Regions from separate parts of the Sus scrofa genome. Here regions 1 and 2 are each linked to region 3. The links are chromatin contacts, called in public Hi-C and promoter capture Hi-C maps. All regions are on one chromosome and are shown on one strand. The core of a region is the stretch at or near the end of the contact, and the rest is flanking DNA. Distances in the headings are between cores, read along the strand shown.

Region 1 (3,996 bases), core at 1,278-3,777, 560 kb after region 3:
CTCTGGATCGCATAAACATTTTTACCGTGCACAAGTGCCACCATCACTTCTTCGCTTTTTGTTTGTTTTTTGTCTTTTTGCCTTTTCTAGGGCCACTCCAGTGGCATATGGAGGTTCCCAGGCTAGGGGTCGAATCGGAGCTGTAGCCACTGGCCTACGCCACAGCCACAGCAGTGTGCGATCCGAGCCATCTCTGCAACCTACACCACAGCTCACGGCAACACCGGATCCTTAACCCACTGAGTGAGGCCAGGGATTGAACCCGCAACCTCATGGCTCCTAGTCAGATTCATTAACCACTGCGCCATGATGGGAACTCCCCACTATCACTACTTTGGTTTTAAACAAATTACTTTTACTTTAAAACTATTACTTCAACGTTACTACTTTTAAACGTAAAATAACTGAGAAAATTTTAACAATCTGAACAAAAGTACTATTTTTTTCATTTCAGGAAAAGGTAAAGTTACATACATCAATGCTTCTCAAACTCTACCCGAGGATCTTGTTAGAATGCATATTCAGGAGTTCCCGTCGTGGCGCAGTGGTTAACGAATCCGACTAGGAACCATGAGGTTGCGGGTTCGGTCCCTGCCCTTGCTCAGTGGGTTCACAATCCGGCGTTGCCGTGAGCTGTGGTGTAGGTTGCAGACGCGGCTCGGATCCCGAGTTGCTGTGGCTCTGGCGTAGGCCAGTGGCTACAGCTCCGATTCGACCCCTAGCCTGGGAACCTCCATGTGCCACAGGAGTGGCCCAAAGAAATAGCAAAAACACACACACACACACACAAAAAAAGCATATTCACACTCACATGAATCAGAATGCTGCAAATACCACAGAAATTATAATGCATATCCAAATGAGCCCTAGAATATAAATCTCTTCCACACCACAACTGCAGCAACTTACTATGTATTGGGTGTAACTGAGATTCATGTGTAGGGGTTTAACCCCTGTGGGACATGCAGACAGCTGCTCTAACAAGTCTCTAATGCCTCCGACTCCCCATACCCTCACCCTCCCAGGTCCCCTTACCCTGGCTTACCTTGACATTGGGCATGTATTTAGAGAAGCGCTCATACTCCTTGCTGATCTGAAAAGCCAACTCCCGAGTGTGACACATCACCAGTACAGACACCTAGGGGGGAGTAGATGGAGAGACACATACAATATATCCCTTCAGGTATGTCACAAAAGCACACCTGGCAGATCACAACTGACTATAGTTTGGAGCTCTAAACCATTAACCCCATGATTACTACAGAACATTCCCCACGGCTGTCAGTCAAGAATGAGAGGTCACCTTAGCAACAAGCACTGGTGGCTCTGAATGCATCATGGAGCTGACACAAACACCCTTCCCGAACACTGCAAACCAAAATGCCTCCTCCAGCACTTTCCCCAAGCATACCTGCCCAGTAACTGGCTCCAGCTGTTGCAGTGTAGCCAGCACAAACACCGCTGTCTTCCCCATGCCTGACTTGGCCTGGCATAGGACATCCATTCCCAGGATGGCCTGAGGGATGCATTCATGCTGAACTATAAGGAGGGGGGAAAAAGGATAATTAGACTTCAGTCTCCAGCTAACTTGGCCAGCTTTTTCACCATGCCAAACCCGTTTCTCTCTACTCAATTCTTAAATGGTTCTTGTCGATTTCCAGACCCTTTCTACCTCTGCTCCCTCGAGTAATCAAAGTAATCCCCAAATCAGACCTTCCCAGTTCCTTCTAACATTGGCCTCCTCCAGTTCCAGACCCCCACAGTCCTGCTAACAACCCTCTTGCACCTACCAATTGCTTGCCTTAGGTGCTCCTGACTCTGTCCGAATGTTTCTTAATCTGTAACAATCCATGACTTTTGAGTGCCTGCCACAGGCCATTTCTCCTACTTAGGCTGTCATGCTTTGGGTCACATAACCCTGCAACCTTGGACAAAATGAAGGACTTGGTACCTGACCCAAAGCCAGCCACCTTTAGACCAGCCATAACGGTTTCCAGAGACCAGAGCTGGCTTGGCTCAAGAGTCCAACCAGCTCCTCTCTGGAAATTTTAAATTAAAAGTCAAAGAAACAAAATTAAAAACAAGCAGACAAGGAGAAAAGCCAGTCACAAGATGAAAAACAGATCTCTATCTAAATTACTTTTACATCACTAGCACTTACTTGTCACCATGAATGAAAAACCAACCTATATATAACTCTTTCTACTGCTAAAACAGTTTTTGGTACTTCTTCCCTAATCTATCTTATATAATTCCGTATCACTAAAAGACCATAACCATGTTTCTCACATCCTTTAAAAGTCTGAGGAAAATTTACCTTCTGATGGATGCTCAAAGCCACAGTCAACAATGGCCCGGAGCAACTCTGGCTTGAGCAGGAAGTCACGAAAGCCAGAGCTGTGGATGGAGACATAGGAGCCCTTGACATCCTTCTTGGCAGGGGCCTCAGCCCCATCTCCCCCAGCTGCTGTCTCCACCTCATCGTCTTCATAATCCAAGAGCTCATTGTCCACATCGTTCTCTGCCATAACTGGGCCGGCAGGGGGAGAAGGGGAGGCGTCTCCGGCTGGGTTCACACAGAATAAGACAGGGGAGAGTGGAGGCTCGAGGAACAGGAGAGGAAAAGAAATACTAGTTTCTGACAGAAGAGCTAGGGAAAAAAACCAGAGAGAAGACTCATCAGTCATGAGCAGAGCCTTAGCCACCTCTTCCATCCCCACACTTTCCACTTTCCCTAAACTATGAAACATTGAAAGTAACAAAAAAACCCACAAGAATTAAAAGGGAAAAGCAAACGTAATACAGGGAATGAAAAAAGTGGTCCCAGAGGAGGTGATTAGGACACAGGTTCCCCAAAACCTCAGCTCAAAGAAGCAGAAACCCGGAAGTTGGAAGGGCAAGATCAGCTTACAAATCCCAGGTCTGTGACAGCAGCAAAGAAAGAAAGAAAGAAAAAAAAAAAAAAACCATGAAAAGCAGAACATAGATAATGACTTAAGAACGGAGAATGAAAACGACAAAATGACAGGCCCTCAAGATCTTGTGCTTTCCCTACGAAGTGTACAATCTCAACTTCTAATACAGCAGCCATCAGTCAAGGGTGATAGATAAAAGTCGTCACTGCGCAAAGCTCTCACTTTTCAAAATGAAAACATCATGTGGCTGCCACCCACCTCTCCCCAGCACTCCAGCCTCCCACTCCTCAGTAACCGCCTTCTGGCGTTTAAAGGCCTTGGGTAACTTATGGCGGGGGGAGGGGTCTAGAGAAATGCCAGACCGGGAAAAATTCATCTCCCCAACAAACAATGAATGAAAAGCAGGCCAATAACTAAGATGAATCCTCTTTCCAGTTAATAAGTAAAACCTTCGTCACCATTGCGTTACTCTTCAGGCCTCACCCCCTTTCCGAAAAACACATTGACACCATTCCTAAACAATTAAAACGCTCTAAATAATAGTGGGAAGGCCGAAATGAGAAAAGTTCAACTAGGCCCAGAAGCCGCCGATTCCCACTACCGCGAGCCGACAACGCAAAAATAAGCGGGAGGATGAAAAGAGCCCCGCCCTCCGCAAATGCCCAAGGCCAGAGGACGCCTAGCGTCACCTCTCATCGCCGCTGGGGCCTCCGATTAAGCAGGCGCCCACTGGAGGAGCGAAGAGTAAAGGAAACACAATGGCGCCAGGGCCACCATCTTGGACTTCCCCCCCTCCCCCGCGCGCCGCTTCCCTGCCTCCGCCCCCCCAACCTTCTTGCTCTTGAAAGGAATGTATGCGGTGGAAGTAACAACTCAATCAGACCCCGGCGACCAGACCGTAGCTTGTACAAGGGTTATCAGGAGCCCTGCGACGGGATGGCCGCAGAGAAACGCAGATGGAGTCGGATTGTGCTGAAAGCCAAACCTTACCTGAACAAGGCGAAGGCGTATGGCGGCGGCAACAGCGACGAAGGAGGGAATCGGCCTTCACTTCCGGTTCCCCGCTCCCCACCCCCCACCT
Region 2 (4,390 bases), core at 1,331-3,830, 670 kb after region 3:
GGCAACACAAGGATTGAGGCCTCAGGAGGGTGGCAGGGTTAGGTCCTTCCTGTATTTCTGCTGAGGAACAAATTGCCTTCCTCCCCACTTCATGATAAGAGACCCAAAAGGGAATAGTTGAGCCAACAGATGTTAAAAAGGCTTCACAAAGTTCTTGGGTGATGAAAAATAACAATAGTGACCATAGCTAGTGTTGGTATAGTGCTTAGTATGGGACAGGTGCTTTTCTAGCACTTTACATATATTAACCTATTTGACCCTAACAACCCTAAGAGAAAGGTGCTTTTATTGCTCCATTTCTTAGATGAGGAAACTGAGGCACATGGGTTAGGTTGCTTGCCCACGTAAGTACAGTCAGGATTTAAACCCAAGGAGCCCATGCAATGTGGGAATATAGCAAATATACGTGAACTATACTTCAATTAAAAAACTTAAAATTTTTTTTGTCTTTTTTAGGGCCACACCTGCGGCATGTGGAAGTCCCCAGACTAGGGGCCAAATCAGAGCTGTAGCTGCTGGCCTATGCTACAACCACAGCCATGTGAGATCCGAGCCTCATGTGAGATCTACACCACACGACAATGCCAAGATCTTAACCCACTGAGGTCAGGGACTGAACCCTCGTCCTCATGGATACTAGTTGGGTTTGTTACCACTGAGCCGCAATGGGAACTACCCCAATTTTTTTTTTAATGAAAAAAATGTTTTATATAAAAAATAATCCAAGGGAGTATCCTGTTCATAATCACACTGCCCGATCAGCCTACATTAGGGAACAGGAAAGTAAACCCTTTGGCTCTATTCTGTGGCCTCCTGTGTGAAGTGTGAGGAAGGGCAGAACACAATGAAAGATAAGGCTTCCCCTTACCGGTTCTCTGGACTCCTTGTCTCTCCGGGGCTCTCTCTGACCATGCGGGCCACTTCAGGGAAGCCTGCTTCTTCCGCCAGCTGAGCAGCATCCCTGCCACCCAGCTCGCAGACCCCCACCCAGGCCGCCCCACGGCCCAGGAGATAGCGCACAGCTGCCCCCTGGCCTGCTCGGGCAGCACACATCAGTGGGGTCCACCAGAAAGCATCTCGAGCGTTGATATTCCCTCCAGCTCCCCCTGCCTCATGGGGATCCAACAGCTTTTTCAGTTTTGCCAGGTCCCCCTCCTGGGCTGCCCTCAGTATCTGCTGGGTCATCTTGTCCTCTGCCTCAAGGGATCTCCTTTGTCCATCTTCTCCTGATGCTCCTGCTGTAGTCTCCCTCATCGTTCGTCTTTTCTTCCTCTTTCTAGCAGGCTCAGGCTGAGATCTCTGGGGCTCAGGGGTGCTGTCCTCGTCCCCAATCAAAGCTTCATAGAAAGCCCGGGCTGCAGCCCCATCCAGGGTGGGCTCCAGCTCTTCAGGGTGTGACTGCAGTTGCCCATCTTTCCAGAGATCACTGGGGTCAGTGGCTGGGGTAAAGTTAATGAGGGAGGACCCGGACATGGCTTTGGGGAGAGTTGGGAAAATGAGATTAGGCAGGGGGAAGCCAAGTCCCAGATGGTCCTGCAATGACCAGAATCACCTACAGACACCTGCTGGGATAAAAACAAGTATCCTTAGAATCAAAAATCCCCTCCCGGGAGTTCCCTTCGTGGCTCAGTGGTTAACAAACCTGATTAGATTCGATCCCTGGCCTCAGATCAGTGGGTTAAGGATCCGGCGTTGCTGTGAGCTGTGGTGTAGGTTGCAGACACGGCTGGATCCTGCGTTGCTGTGGCTGTGGTGTAGGCCAGCAGCTGTAGCTCCAATTCCATTTCTAGCCTGGGAGCCTCCATATGCCACCGGTGCAGCCCTAAAGACAAAAACAAACAAAAACCCTCCTACGCGGAAAGTGAACCCCGAGGACCACGGATTGTGTAAAAATAGGAAACCCTATGGTAACAGACCATGCCCCTTAGTAAAGGTTAACAAAGTAGACTCTGTAAGACAGTTGCCCAGAAGTCCTGTGCTCTGCCCCCACTCCATCCTCACCATCAATAATAACAGCCTTTCTCTGAAACTACTTTACAACTGCGCGGGACATACCATTAAGGAAAACAATCAGCCTGGCTCTTTAAATCTTCCTGGATCCTATTTCGGGGTATTCTTAAACAAAAACAGACTTGACATTTGTCCGGAAGCAGGAAGCCGATTCGCGGGGAGGTTCCACTCGTTGCTTTGCAGCTTCCGTACTGCAAAATGGCGCTACTCTAAGCAAAGGCGTCCACAGTCAAAGCCGCATGCGCAGCTGAATGGGGAGCGGGCGGGGGACAAACAAAAACAATACTGGAGCACGCAGGCGCGCTGCTCCGGGCTATTTCCCGCCCTGGAATCTTTCCAATAACACAAGCGCAAAACGCCACGTGCCCTGGTAGCGCGAGGATCGAGAAATATCTGTCGGTTGGGGTCCTGCTTTTACCTAACGCCCCCACAATGCTCTTCGCCTCCCTCAACGTGGCCCCCGCTCCAAGCTCATTTTCTGGACCTGGGAAACCACCCTCTGGGTTAAGAAAGGCCCTGAGGCGGAGAATGCCCAGAAGCCGTGAAATGAAATAGTCACGCAGCCCCTCACCATTAATCTGACCAGGGTTGGAAGGTCGCACTTAGCACCCGCAGCAGAAGGCCCTGTTCAAGCCTTAAAAGGAAATGGAGAAGTGCAAGGGGACGAGCAACAGAATGGCTGGCGCCACCTCAGGTTAGCGCACGGGACCTTCCCGATTCTCACACCTCTCAGCTCAGCCAGCACACCCTACCCAGGTCCCTCAGCGCGGAACCCGGCCTCACCTCCCACCTCAGGAGATCAAACCCTTGAGTGAAATATGGGCCCCGTTGAGGGTCTCCTTGGCAGGCTGACTCGGACAGGGGGGCTCCACAAGCGATAAGGGCCAGGCAGCTGGTCGGTGATGAGGTCAATGGTCTGGGTAGCAGGGCCGCACGCCTGAGGCTCGTTGTGTGAGAGGGAGCGGCAGTAAATGATCCAGCCTGTCTTGTTCCTTTCCCCGCCCCCTCTCAGCCCCACGGTGATAAGATCACTCGACTATATTTCCCAGGCTCCCTGGCCCAGAACACGGTACTGCGTTTCCGCTTCCGGTGGCGGCTCCCTACGCCCCGCCCCGGAGCGTTTCCCTCAGGGGCCTCGCGACACCAGGGTCGTGGGCGGGTCGTCCTGGGATTCGTAGTTCGCCCTTTCTCAGTTGCGCCAGTTTCTAGCTTCCGAGGACTCCATCTCCCGGCGTTCACCGCGGCGCACGATTTTAAGCGCTTGCGCGTTGCCCTCTTCCCCACCCTCCCCAGTTTCCACTCCCCCCGCCCCACTTCGCCTGCCGCGGTTGGATCCGCGGCCTGCGTTGTAGCCGTCGCCGCGGTTCCTTGGAAGCAGAAACTCCCCTCCCCTCCCCGCCCCCCCGGTCCCAGTCCCCGTCCAGCCGGTGAGTCTGAGGTCGTTGCCGCGCCGCGTCCCCTGTTCCTGGGCGCGGCACAAGGGGTCTCCGTGCCTTGATGTGGGGGTGGGGAAGGAAGTGACCAGGTCCGGGACCGAAGGAAGGAGGGGGTGGTCTGAAGGATGGAGGCGGGATAAGGAGACTCCCGTGAAAGGGACCTAACTGCCATCCCCAGACTTTGAGAAAAAGAGGAGCTTAGCTCTTGCCTGGAAAGAAACTTCGGAAACCTTGGGAATGGGGCCGGGGACAAACGGAGACTTGCGGGGGTAGGGAATCTGAGCCGCAGGCCCTGCTGGAGTTGACATAGAGGAGAGAGGGGCCTGGCCTTGGGGAGCGTTAGGGATGTGGATAGGACTAATGGGTCAAGACCTGCCGGTTACACACAAGTGTTGGGACCCCAGAGAATTTCCTGTCTCTGAAAAAAGGGGTTGAGGTGTGAATAGGAGGAGCTGGAGAGAACTGCTCCAGTCTAGGATCCTTTAAGAAAGGGTGGCCCTAAATTCTTCTGTGGTTGGAGGGCAAAGTGTGGGAAGAGGGAGGATATCAGAGGCAGGGAGGAGAGCTTAGGCTGACACTCTTCTTTTTCTAGCTGAAGTGAAGATGAGCAGCTCAGAGGAGGTGTCCTGGATTTCCTGGTTCTGTGGGCTCCGTGGCAATGAATTCTTCTGTGAAGTGAGTTCTTAACCTCCTTGTCCCTTTCCACATATAATCTGGCCAGGCATTCTCTCGCATAGTATATATTCAGTTTCTAGATACTTGTTTTACAGTCTTCCGTAAAAACCCTTTCACGTTAAGAAAGAGTCTCCTTAGTAATTCTCTCACTAACTCATACTGAAGGCAAGACTGGGCCTCAGGTTGACCCTGCCACCCTCCAGCAATGTAATGTTGGACTCATCAACCCATGTTTTTATTACCACAGTGCTACCGGTAGCACCTGTTTC
Region 3 (4,308 bases), core at 68-2,567:
GCCTGACCTAAGCTCCCAGCGCTGAGCTCACTCACCAGACCCAGGCTGATAGACTTCCTGGATGTCCAGCTCCAGCAGCTCAGCACTCACGGGCTGCAGCACTTGCTCCCGGGCCGCTCTCTTTCTCCTCTCCACCTCCTCTCGGCTGTCTCGCTCAAAATGCAGCCGATACCTAACAGGACAGGGACCACCACATCCATCGCCAATCCTTGGTCACAAACTACCCTCTTGGGCAGACAACTTCGCAAAGCTTCCTCTCCAGAGTTCAAGTCACTCCTCTGAATGGGCCCTCCCCCAAATCTTTTTCACACAGCAGTAGGCCTTCCTCCAAGTCTCGCCCTTCTGAAGGCCAAACTCTCCCCAGCCCCTCCAGTCCAGAAGATCGTGGCCCGCTCTGGTGACCCAGAGGCCCCGCGGAAAACCGTCGCATCCCAGCCCCACCATCTCCAGTTTCAAGCCTCCACCAGCAGCAGCCTGCTTTCCCCTAGCGCTCTGACTTCCGGGTAGGCGGGGAAGCCCAGGCCAGAGACCCCCGCCCACTCTCACCGATTTGGGTCATAGCCACGCGGGCCCAGCCCCTGGGAAGGCTGCTGGTTGAGCCTGCGGATGTGATGGGTCACAGATTCCCCGTCCGAGGTGTCAGTCTGCTCCTCCCGCCGCTCCCGGCTCCCGCTGCGGCTGTTGGAACTGGATCGCAGCCCATCTTGAAGCCCTGCGGGGAGGAGCTGGTGACGCCAGTGCTGGCCAGCTCTCAGGGGCCATAAGACCCCCCCCCCACGGTTGGCCTGGCTCCTCCTCACACCACCCTGATTCTTTTGAAGCCAGATCCTCCCACCTACTCTGCCCAGGACCCTCCCGGATGTGCGTGGGGGGAGGCACTCCTCCAGGGATCTGTGGGGATGGCGCCCCGTAGGAGCTGGAGGGATTCCCCTCCCCCAACTCTCCATCCTTCCCCACCCCTTCCAGATGTAGGGGGGCTGGGGTGAGGGAATCCCCTCTGCGGTCGCCCACGCGCGTCGGCGCGCTGCCGCCACCCCTTCCCACGCCTCCCAGAGGTGAGGTGGGCACACCCCTCCCTCCAGATGTGCGGGAGTCCGAGCCCCGCCCCCTCTTCTGGCTCCCGCACTGACCTCGCTTCCGCTCCCGCTTGTCCTGCAACTGCTTCTTCTTCTGCTTCACGCTGAAAGGCTTCTTCCTCGGCATGGCCCGGACCAGTCACCTGGCCCGCCCTCCGCCGAGCTCCAGCCGCTTCAACTGACTCCCCCCGGGGCAGCCCCGGTCGCAGGGGCCCGGGACCCTGGAGGGGGCGGGGCTGGAAGGTGACGTCAGCGGGCGGGCCTGGCCGATGCGCCCCCGCGGCCGGGGTGGAAGACGACCAGGGGAAAATACAGTCACTTTCCACTGGGAGCGAGGCAAGAGAATGATGAGAGGTGGGCTACCAGCATGTAAGAGCCAGTGGCACGGACAGGGCTCAGCAGCCGCGAGAAAGGAGGCGCGCGTGGGAGGATCGGTCTAACTTCGTCACGGACGCTACCAACTAGCGCTCGGAGGAGGGGGGACGCGTGTCATCACTACCTTGCGCGCGGGGGAGAAGCTACCACTCACCTGGTGGGGGCAGTGGAGCGGAGGGCGGGTCTTACCACCCGGGGGAGAAAGGGACGCGCAGAATCTACTTTACCAACCCTCCGGCTGGATCTTGGAGGAAAGCCGCGACCACGCGTCCCGGGAAGGAAGCCAAATGACTGGGCTACACTAGGACAGGGTCAGAGGTCTTGAGGGGCGGATGGCGGTTTGGAGAGCCCTAGGCACTGCCCTGCTGGCACCCAGATTCCTTGTGGGAACGGTGATAAGGAGCAGATTTACAGATCATAAGTGCAAGTGCGGCCGAGGAGGGAAATCCAGGTGGGACAAGGATGTTTGGAGGGAGGTCACAGGGCACGAAGTTGTGCCTGCAGCTGTTACCATAGAAACCGGGGACCGGATGTGGCGATCTTAGGGTGCGACAGCCCCTCTGTCAGGCTTTCTGCCCCGAGAGCCCGCCGACTCTATGACACACTGTGAGGAGCCGGTTGTGTTTTTTTCCCAGCCGGGGGGAAGCGAGCGACTTTTTCAAGCGTTCATAGAAATGCGATAAAGGAATGGTTTGGGATTGCTGCCACGCCTGGCTAAGGCCGAGGGAGCCTGCTGATGTGAGACGAGCCGCACAAAGGGTCCCCAGAGCCTTCCGGAAGTGAAATGGCGGGAGCCCCAGCCTTCACTGTCCACTGCCCCCCCGGAAGCGGAAACAGAATTCCAGCGTGCCCCTTCCTCACTGCTCTCCAAATCCCGCTGCAGCCATTGCCGCAACCACGATGCCGAAACGAAAGAAGCAGACTCAGCAGCAGCAGCCTCCGCATCAGCAGCCCCCACTGACAGAGCGGGAAGAGACTGGAGATGAGGAGGATGGGAGTCCCATCGGTGAGGAGTCCGAGAGGGGTGTGCACATGCCTGTCAGCTGGGCCAGGCGAGGGGCTAGCCGCCGAAAATGTGCTGGGGAGGGGGCTCTAACGGAAGGAGGAAGGGCGCACGCGCTGGGGCGGGGGCTGGGGGAGGCCTGTCCGGAATAGAGCACTATGTGAGATCTCTTACTTGAACCCTTAACTTCAAACCGGCCCCTAAACCTTTCTAAAGAAGTCAAGGGAGAAGACGAAGAGTTCGTGTGCGCAGCCGCAGCACGACAGGGGAGTGGGGGCCCTAGAGAGGTTGCAGATTGCATGACTGGGATGACAGTTTGTGACCAGACTTTCACAGGGAAGGTGGAAGAGCAGCCTTCTTTAAACTACTCGGGAATGGGATGGAGGTGGGGAGAGCTATCTGATTGGTCAACAGTTAAAGCGAGAAATTGGATTACTTCTGGAACCACTTAGGATCTTTTGGATAGCAACAGCCTAAGAGAAAGTTTGTAGATATCCTTTCCTCATTATTCCCCTTGAGTCTCCACTTTGCAAATCCTGAAAATGCTTTGCAGATAGATAGGGTGAGAGCTGGTAACTGAGAATATACCTGGCTTTAGCAGTTAGATTAAGAAATGAGTAATAGAAGAAAAATATATAAAAGCAAGATCACCAGTCCTTTAGTCCATTCTGATGACCATATTTTCATGTCTACTCGTAGGACCACCCAGCCTTCTGGGTCCTCCCCCCATGGCCAATGGAAAGCCTGGTGATCCCAAGTCAGGTGAGGAGAAAGGGGCCGTGATTCTTGGATTAGGTCCTGAGAAGGGAGGAATGGGGTGGGGGAGTACAGACTGAAACCCAGGAAGGACTTCAAAGATCAGGCATTCTATACCTCTTAAATTAATGGAAAATATGTCCTGACAGATTGAAAAAACTCAATGCTGTGAAAGTGTCAGTTCTTCCCAAATTGACCTATAGGATCAATGCACTCACAGTTATAATCCCTACAAAGTTTTTGTAGAAAGTAAACATTCTACATTCTTGTATGTAAATGCAAAGGGTCAAGGTGAGAGATTGCAAAGACAGTCAAAGTGGAAGGGCTTATTCTGAATATCAAGCCTTATTGTAAAACTATAGTAGTTATGATGCTATGATACTGGCCAAATGAGAGCCATATAAATAAACAGAATGGCATAAAGAGTTCAGTAACAGGTCCACACATACATGGTCACTTTGTTAATGATGAAGATGAAACTGAAATAAAATAGTGGTCTTTTCAGTAAATGATGCTGGATTAATATGGTGTTCATGGAGGGGGTGGAGAAATTTGACCTCCTTTTCATGCTATATACAAACAGCAATTTCAAGTAGACTATATATATCTAAATATAAAAGGTAAAGAAATAATTCTTGAAAACAAATATATGTCACAGTCTTAAAGTAGATTAGGAGTTCCCACTGTGGTGCAACAGGATTGGAGGCATCCCCGCACCACCAGGATCCAGGTTCAGTCCCCGGCCCTGCCCAGAACATCGAGTTAAGGATGCCGCTTTGCCATAGCTGCAGCCAAAGGTCGAAACTGTGCCTCAGATCTGATCCCTGGCCCAGGAACTCCAATGCTGCAGGGTGGCCAAAAAAAGAAAGTAGATTAGAATTTTTAAACAGACAAGAAACACACACACTAACTGTAAAGGAAAGACAAACTGAACTACATTAGAAAATACAAACTTCCGTTAATCAAATGATACCATTAAGAAGTTAATAGGGACGTTCCCATCATGGCTCAGTGGTTAACAAACCCAACTAGTATCCATGAGGACTTGGGTTTGATCCCCGGCCTCACTCAGTGGGTTAAGGATCCAGCATTACCGTG

The links. Promoter capture Hi-C pulls out the DNA fragments that hold promoters and counts their contacts. A called contact is a pair of places that touch in the nucleus more often than the background predicts.
Region 1: a promoter capture Hi-C map of liver shows a contact between it and region 3, with 3 times the contacts expected there. The contact joins the promoter of DDX39B here to the promoter of PRR3 in region 3. A contact is called at or near these places in 1 of 5 promoter capture datasets (liver) and 2 of 47 Hi-C or Micro-C datasets (embryonic fibroblasts and heart right ventricle).
Region 2: a contact with region 3 is called in a Hi-C map of skeletal muscle, with 5 times the contacts expected there. The contact joins the promoter of GPANK1 here to the promoter of PRR3 in region 3. A contact is called at or near these places in 2 of 47 Hi-C or Micro-C datasets (heart right ventricle and skeletal muscle).

What each region holds. Positions count from the first base shown.
Region 1 is chr7:23,665,090-23,669,085 of Sscrofa11.1, forward strand. It overlaps DDX39B (DExD-box helicase 39B), which reads right to left and starts at 2,528. Exons shown (of 10, transcript NM_001005157.1): 1 at 2,318-2,528; 2 at 1,412-1,539; 3 at 1,046-1,138. The coding sequence starts at 2,528.
Region 2 is chr7:23,777,766-23,782,155 of Sscrofa11.1, forward strand. GPANK1 (G-patch domain and ankyrin repeats 1) reads right to left here and starts at 2,581. Exons shown (of 3, transcript NM_001145383.1): 1 at 2,056-2,581; 2 at 869-1,562. The coding sequence starts at 1,473. It overlaps CSNK2B (casein kinase 2 beta), which reads left to right and starts at 3,429. Exons shown (of 7, transcript NM_001145377.2): 1 at 3,429-3,437; 2 at 4,039-4,121. The coding sequence starts at 4,050.
Region 3 is chr7:23,111,212-23,115,519 of Sscrofa11.1, forward strand. PRR3 (proline-rich protein 3) reads left to right here and starts at 1,318. Exons shown (of 5, transcript XR_002345608.1): 1 at 1,318-2,457; 2 at 3,154-3,216. It overlaps GNL1 (G protein nucleolar 1 (putative)), which reads right to left and starts at 1,203. Exons shown (of 12, transcript NM_001128478.1): 1 at 1,131-1,203; 2 at 547-712; 3 at 36-172. The coding sequence starts at 1,203.